3 separate regions of the Rattus norvegicus genome follow, and all the other regions are linked to region 1. Evidence: chromatin contacts called from public Hi-C data. All regions are on one chromosome and are shown on one strand. The core of a region is the stretch at or near the end of the contact, and the rest is flanking DNA. Distances in the headings are between cores, read along the strand shown.

Evidence for each region. A called contact is a pair of places that touch in the nucleus more often than the background predicts.
Region 2: a contact with region 1 is called in a Hi-C map of mammary epithelial cells, with 6 times the contacts expected there. The contact joins two enhancer-like sites. A contact is called at or near these places in 10 of 12 Hi-C or Micro-C datasets (the A7r5 cell line, the Rat2 cell line, Schwann cells and 6 more).
Region 3: a contact with region 1 is called in a Hi-C map of the A7r5 cell line, with 8 times the contacts expected there. The contact joins two enhancer-like sites. A contact is called at or near these places in 3 of 12 Hi-C or Micro-C datasets (the A7r5 cell line, the Rat2 cell line and Schwann cells).

Annotation. Positions count from the first base shown.
Region 1 is chr9:55,186,001-55,188,555 of GRCr8, reverse strand. The region is part of intron 1 of LOC134480367 (a long non-coding RNA gene); the gene reads left to right. Among named protein-coding and RNA genes, the nearest start is that of Col5a2, 97 kb to the right of the region's middle. Within about 2 kb of position 1,290, at least 7 of the 93 cell types and tissues checked have an H3K27ac peak or open chromatin away from gene starts, as enhancers often do.
Region 2 is chr9:54,993,714-54,996,268 of GRCr8, reverse strand. The region is part of intron 6 of Col5a2 (collagen type V alpha 2 chain); the gene reads left to right. Among named protein-coding and RNA genes, the nearest start is that of Col5a2, 95 kb to the left of the region's middle. Within about 2 kb of position 1,283, at least 3 of the 93 cell types and tissues checked have an H3K27ac peak or open chromatin away from gene starts, as enhancers often do.
Region 3 is chr9:55,363,759-55,366,313 of GRCr8, reverse strand. No RefSeq gene overlaps it. Among named protein-coding and RNA genes, the nearest start is that of Wdr75, 30 kb to the left of the region's middle. Within about 2 kb of position 1,278, at least 19 of the 93 cell types and tissues checked have an H3K27ac peak or open chromatin away from gene starts, as enhancers often do.

The DNA.
Region 1 (2,555 bases), core at 41-2,540:
TCAAGTCTCAATTTGATGGACAGCTGGTAAAAGGAAGGCTAGAGAAGCTTGAGGTTCCTCTCAAGACCAAGTGTCCCCTGAGGATCTAGCCTTGACAGTACAAAAAGAAAAAATTAATCTTGACCATTATAGTCTCAGACACTCATCAGAAAAGTCTAAACTGAGGACTGAAAACAGTACAAGAAATTGCACTCCGCACATTAGACATAAGTCTACAATGAGATGTTATTTATCCAACTATATCTCACTAAGAATTTTTTTCTGATTAAAGTAGCTATGAAGGTGTCTATGAAGAGAAAATGCTCTTTCCTACTCAGAAATATTTAAATCCTTTTTCTATTTTGAGAAGAATATCTTATTTTTAATTTCTATGTATTGGTGCTTTGCCTGGAAGTATGTCTGTGCACCACATGTGCATAGTTCCCATCAAGGCCAGAAAAGGTCATGAAATACAATGGAACTGGAGTTGCAGATGGTTCTGAACTGCCACGTGGAGCTGGTGCCCTTAATCTCAGAGCCAACTCTCCAGCCCCAGATATTTATCTCTTGATTGTTACTGAGTATTTTAATTATTTTATTATGAAAATTTTGTTTCGCAAAAATCATTGCAATGAGTTTTGAAGAAATAAAATGATGTGTAATATTTATACTTTTAATCCCTCATGCTAAATGTCCTTATCTCTATGTTGTATTCTATTCGGCCTAATGAGGTAGCTGCAAATGTTACTCATATTTTGTGGATAAGGAAGAGCAGGCATAAAAACCGAGCAAACAATCTGAACCCAAATAGCTACTCGTGCTGGTGAGATTTGACGTGAGTCATCTAAGTTCAGAGTCTTAATCATATGTGTACCTTGGATCAATAGGAGTGTATAGATGTCACTTATCAATTATTGTAAAATATATGTTGAGTTATATGAACTTTTCAGAGTTATATGAAACCAATATTAGGTCATTTAAAAACTCTAAGTTCTGGTCTTCTCACGTTTTACTAGTTTCTCTTCTGGGCAAAGGCAGAAGTACTTCTTCAGATAGTTCTTGTTCTGTCTCTAGGCAGTCATCACTAATAAACAGAGCAAGCAATACTCTTGAATTATTACACAATCATATTGATGAGCACATATCACCTTCAGATGTTTTAAAGATCAAAGGCAAGACAGGCAAGTTCACACCTTTGTAAAATGCAGAGAAAGACAAAAGCTGGAATTGTCTGTAGTAGTTTGGTCATGTCCTTCTGGTCATAAGTGTGTTACTGCGTGCTGCAAGGAAAGTACTGGAGGAAAGCACTCAGCCTCTCTCTGTGTGTTCATGACTCACACATCCAGAGCAAGTCCTGCTGGGCCTTTGTCACCTCGTAAACAGCAGGGGGCATCATTTCCTTTCTGATCTTTCCACAAAGTTGTTCTTGGGTATTGTTGAAGTCCCTAGTGTTCTTTCGCTGTCTCTTGGGGTATGTGGTACCCAAAATTGGAAATTGTTAAATAGTTTCATAAAGGGTGAAATATAACTCTATTTCACAATCTTTGAAATATCTGGGACATCCTTAGGTGAATGATAAGTTTAAAATCCAAATAGCAAAATTGAAGTTAATGAATTTGTTGTTAATTTACAAAGCTGAAGGAAAATATTTGTTTGAAGTGGCGGAGCATCCCCACAATTTCAAACACTTTGCAGTGAGATGAGTAAAAGATGTGAATTTGACATCTGTAGAGGTCTAACAATGCTTTCTGCAGCTGTTTTTACACATGTTTGATTGTACTTCAACATGGATTGCTTGTGTGTGTGTGTGTGTGTGTGTGTGTGTGTGTGTGTATCTATCACATAATCTCTGGCATTAGATGCTATTTTTTTCTTTTTAGAGGTTTTGCAACTTTAGTGTGTGAAAGTACTAGGATTTGCACTGTCTTCTTTCTACCATGTGTTCTCACCAGATGGAGTTGACACTTGTCTAATTGGGGAGGATTGCTTGGAGAGTACTAGACATGTTTTCCCATGAAGCAAATATTAGGTATCTGGGTATTAATCTAACGTAATATCTGATAGTTAAGTGGTCTTTTTAAACTTTATTTTGTCTGTGTTCATTTGTTGACATAAAAGCTAATAATTCTTACAAAGAAAACTGTGAGTCTAAAACTATTCCCTATTTAAGAATAATTTTCTTCTTTGCAAGAAATAGAGACATCTAATATTTTTAATTTTAGACAACCTCTGCTTTATTTATAAACTTGGAAGAGAATGAAAAGTAACTTATAAGCAACATTTACTCACCTAGAGGAAGTTTTTAAAGACGGCATTTTACTGTTCAAATAGTGACACAAAGCCGTCTAAAATCACTGATCCCACCAACTCTGTCTGTGCTGTGGAGTATCTTGTTTGTGCCAGTATCTCACTGCTCTCAAAGGTCCTTTTCTGGCTGCAGTCTAGTATGACTACCTCCTGTTTTTCTCTCCAAGTGCCTCCCATGGAAATTCTTGAAAAATAAAGCAACGTTTCAACCCACACTTTAATGAGTGGACTGGAGTCCATATTCCATTAGCTATCTCAGAAGTGACTCA
Region 2 (2,555 bases), core at 34-2,533, 190 kb after region 1:
AATTGTATTTTTCTTACATTTCCCTCTAAAATAGAAGGTATTTCCTATTTTGAATGACTGAATTAAATTTTATGGCTATTATTTATTTAGAAAAATATTAATGTCATTTATTTTTTATATCTAATTGTAGCTACTAAAATTCAATTCTCAGTGGAAGTTTAGCTGTTTAAATGTGCTTTTGTCAGTATGTAAGTGGAAGAAACAGATAAGCAAGGGGGCCGTGCAGGACTTATGTGAGTAGAATATATTTTAGGTCACACAATTATGAATACTTGCTGCTATTTTCCTTAAAAGACCTTTACATATTTCACCAAGAATGGGACACTTCTACAGTGGAGCTGTCATTAGGGTAGGGATGGGATTTGGAGGCCTATAGGTGAATGTCAGTGCCCCCAAGCAAGTTGGGACCACATGTGGGGGAAGAAATGATATTCTTTCATTCTGTCGCACACTCTCCATTGCTGTCCCACTGACTTACTTCACAGTATTAGTAGTTTAAAAGCTTTTAGCTCTTCAGGGGTCACTAGAGAATGAAAATGACAGGCAGAAGTTGAATTCTATTGGGTGGGGTCTGGGTGGTTACACACAAAAAAGACTGTTTTGCCAATGTACTTGTACATTATATATATTTGATGACACTGCCCAATGTATACATGGAAGTTGCTATGGAAGTAATGATTGCACATTCAGAATTCCTAGTTAGAAAACAATGAATCTAATCTCCAGCCGCTCTCCCTTTTTGTCTTTCATACTGAGATAGTTGTTTTCTATCTTAGTCCCATGGTAGAGAATGTTGATCAGATATAATTCTGTGTGTGGATATAAAAATAATGGAAAGTAGTTATTTAAAAGAGCATAGGTCAACTACAATGGGCACCGTCGTCTTCTTCCTCTTCTTCCTCTTCTTCCTCTTCTTCCTCTTCTTCCTCTTCTTCCTCTTCTTCCTCTTCTTCCTCTTCTTCCTCTTCCTCTTCCTCTTCCTCCTCCTCCTCCTCCTCTTCCTCCTCCTCCTCCTCCTCTTCTTCTTCTTCTTCTTCTTCTTCTTCTTCTTCTTCTTCTTCTTCTTCTTCTTCTTCTTCTTCTTCTTGTGCTTCCTCTTCTTCTCTTCTTCCATCTCCTCCTCCTCCTCCTTTCAACTCCCCCCGTCCCAAAATCTACTCCTCTATTTCCTTCAGAAAAGAGCACCTTCCCAGTGATATCAACTGAACAAAGCATAACAAATGCAATAAGCCTAGGCATAACCCCTCATACTATGGCTGGATGATGCAATCCAGTAGGAGGAAAAATGTTCCACAATCAGGCAAAAGTGTCAGATGCTCCCACTCTCACTGTTCAGAGTCCAACAACAACAGAAAACCCCAGTTAAACAGCCACAGCAGGTATGCAGATATCCCAGTGCAGACCCATTAAAGATCCATGGTTGCTGCTTTAGATTCTTTGAGCCCCTGTGAGCCCTGTTTAGTTTATTCTGTGGACTCTGTTCTCCTGGTGCCCTTGACCCCTCTAGCTCCTACAATCTTTCCTACCCATTTTCTGGTATGAATACATTACTCTGATAGTCCTAGCAGTGGAGGGATATGTGATGGCAGGTTAATAATTAGCATTCCTTAATTTCTTCTTCTGATTTGTAACTTTTGCTGATTGCCTTGGTATAAATATCACTAATTTCTAGCTACAAGCACACCACAGAATACCGATAGGTAGAAGATTTTGATTCAGGACACAATACTCCTTGGAGGTGTTTGCTGGATTGAGGTCTTTACTGTCACAATAAGGAGTGCTATAAAACTCATTGCAGTTTTATTATTATCGAACAATACAGATCATTGACACTATACAGTGTGTGGTTTCTCAAACTCAACAGTATAAAAGTCTTGATCCAGATAACCCCTTATGTTGTGGGATTGTTGTCGGCTCTACATACCAGAGGCCAGTAATACCCTTTTTTCTCTTCTAATTGTTGCAATACAAATGACTTAATGCTGCCAAATCTATGCACAAGTGTACTTCATTGAGCAATACTAATTTGTTAGAAACTCATGAAGCCAGTGACCACCGCGATTCTCTTATCAAAAGTTCCTGGTTTACAATGTATTATTCAAATTGCTTCACACTCAAAAGTCTTTGATCTTAAAGTACATTATTATCCAGGTTACTTCATGTTGACAAACTAGACACTTATCTGGAGATGAACATTCAATGGAACGTTAAGTACAAATGCACATAATATCTAAGGAATCATCTGTAAAGTAACACATATACAAGTTATTGCAGCTGTAACATTCCACAATACATGTGCATGTGTTTGTGCATCAAATTGCTAACCCATGGGAGATAAAAAGTTCTTGTGGAATATGTAGCTTTTCTTCATGTGAACGTTTAAAGTTTGCCACCTAGTGGCCATCCACAAGTACTTTTATGCAGAGTGCTGCCTGAGAGGAGTCTGGCAGATGGAAGAAAATGATGATACACAGAACATTTGCTTACCTTAACACAGAATTTATATGATTAAGTTTAATTGGAAATATAAGGTATATTTTAATGTATTCCTAATT
Region 3 (2,555 bases), core at 29-2,528, 180 kb before region 1:
AATGCCAAGAGAAGGTTTCTCATCTGCTCACCCCCCCCCCTTTAGCCTTTTAAACATATTATTTACCATTTCTTCTGGTGGAGTGTGGTCATTGGCTGGTTTTCTTTGATTTAAGGGCTCTGTAGATTTAAATTGCCTACTAAGAGAGAAGGAGTAGAGAATGTGACCTACTAGATTATTTTCAGTTTTGGAGATAAATTATTTTTATGTAAATTCGTAGATACTTATGTGACCAAGGGAGTAGGTCTACTATTAAATAAATACATGTTGCCTTTCTGTGACTAGGCGTAGTAAAAGTCGGCCATAAACTCTTTTGATTTACCATTATAATTCCTTTTCTTTTCCTTGATTTAATAAACTTCTATGATGACTGGAGATGTCTGCCCTTACTTTGCAACCTGCATGACTCCCTTCCGTTTACCAGTCATTGCAGCCTCTCCCCAGGGTATGCAGCTTATCAGTTCTTTTCTGTGTTTTTTCAAACCTACTTAGTTTCTGCTCACAACATTAAAATACTTTCGATGGATAGTGGCTCATTGCCTTCCAGTTTTTCAGTTAACTCTTGAACTGGTACACATTACTCGATTTCCTCATGTTTTGACCCAGATAATAAGGTCTTCTTGTGCTGTTTACTACTTCTTACTATTGTACACAAATTATCTGTGAATAATAATATTTTTCAAGTTCTTAATCGTTCTTTCTTATCTGAAATATGAGGCAAAAAAAAAAAAAAAAAAAAAAAAAAAAAAAGGCTTCATAAACGAAGCCACTGCTTAAATTCTTAAACTACAGCTGTAGGGACACAATATGACCACACGAGGGCAGCAGAGGCACATGATTATTTTTGAAGATTTGCATATTTTGTCAAGCAGAAAAGTATTCTATTTATCTACCTAATTAATGAAGAAACTTGGTAGAATGAAATAGAGTTGGCATTTCTTAGTCTAAAGTAATGAAATTAGATACTTGGCTTTTAAATTCCCTTTCTAGAGGAAAGTATCTTAAATTCTATAGTGCTTCCACATCATAACCAAATACTCCTTCCTGGCCTTTCTCTCTCTACCATAAAAGTTTCATGAGAGGTAGAATGGTGTTTGGTGACATTTAGGTTTTGAGAGTGGGGTCACTGGTGGCTCACAGGATATTATGCTCTGTAGGAGGTGAATTTCTACCCATTCCAGCTGTAGATAGGGCATGTGGCTCTTTTGCAGACAGGCTGCGTTTTCGGCACGGTGCCTGGGTTTAATTTCCATGTGCAATGTCAGGCTTCAGCTATGTAAACTGAAACAGATGTTCAGGCTTTGAGAGTGCATTTGGCTCAGGGAAGCATCATAGCCTAGCCTCTTCCTCCACTCCCATTTCATTTTGAAAGCCCTTTGAATAGAAAAGGCCTCAAGAGAACTATCCAGTGTGTTTGACCTCATTCTTGTGAAGCAATTCATTCCTGGGAAACAGTTGCCCCAAATAAATGTTGGAATCTATTTGAAACTTCCTTAGCACCAGCATGTTTTTCTTTCTATCTCTATAAACTTACAGCTTTGTCTATTTTTGTTGTTGTTGTTGTTTAGGAAGCTCAGTAATGCAAGTTTTACTAAAAGCCAACCTAGATCTTCTTCATCTGATAATAGTTCTGATTCCTATTTTGCAAGGTTAATGGGAGTAGGTGTTTGTGCAATATGTATATGACTTCTTGATTGTTCCCATTTGCAAATATTAAAGACCTACAATGTAATGTGTATTTTAAGTGTCTTCCAGTGTTACACTCGGTTGATGATCAATATAAGCACATTTCTAATCTTGTGTTTCCACAAGACTTATGTTTCCAGTAATTTGCCTCCAAAAGTAAAATTAATGGAACTACAATCTTAAAGTACTGGGCAGGGCACATGCGTGCCTGGCAAGAACTCTACCACTGAGCTACTGCCTCAGCCCTCTCTTTACTTTTATTCTGAAATAAGGTCTCACTAAATTATCTAGGCTCATCATAGCCACCTCTGGTGCCCAGGCAGGCCTACAACTTGTAGGCAGATCTGAGCCAACTATCTTCTTTTCTCTCAGTTTCCTCCTCTTATTCCTGTTTCCCTCGTTCCCTTTCACTTTTCAGAGATATTTTTTGACATGCGGACCTCATGGCTTAGGCTGGTAGAATCTTCTTGGGATGCTGAAGCTGCCAACAATGTGAGCTCAAAAGCTACTTAGACAATGTAATGAAACTGTTTCAAAATAAAGATACTCAGTGGTAGGGTGTTTGTCTATAAATGGGAAGTCCCAGAGTCAGTCTTCAGTATGGTGGGGGAAAGTAATTCAAAGTTCTCACTCTTTTACAAATTTTGGTGTTTTTAAAGACTGTCCTATATGAGTATTGTATTTGTGTTATTTCCATGCTCCCTACACCTCCCAAACTCTAATATGTCCCCCACTCCTTTAACATGGCATGCATGTGTATATGATTGTATGCATATGTGTGTATATGTGCCTGCCTCTGTGTGTGTGTGTGTGTGTGTGTGTGTGTGTGTGAGAGAGAGAGAGAGAGAGAGAGAGAGAGAGAGAGAGAG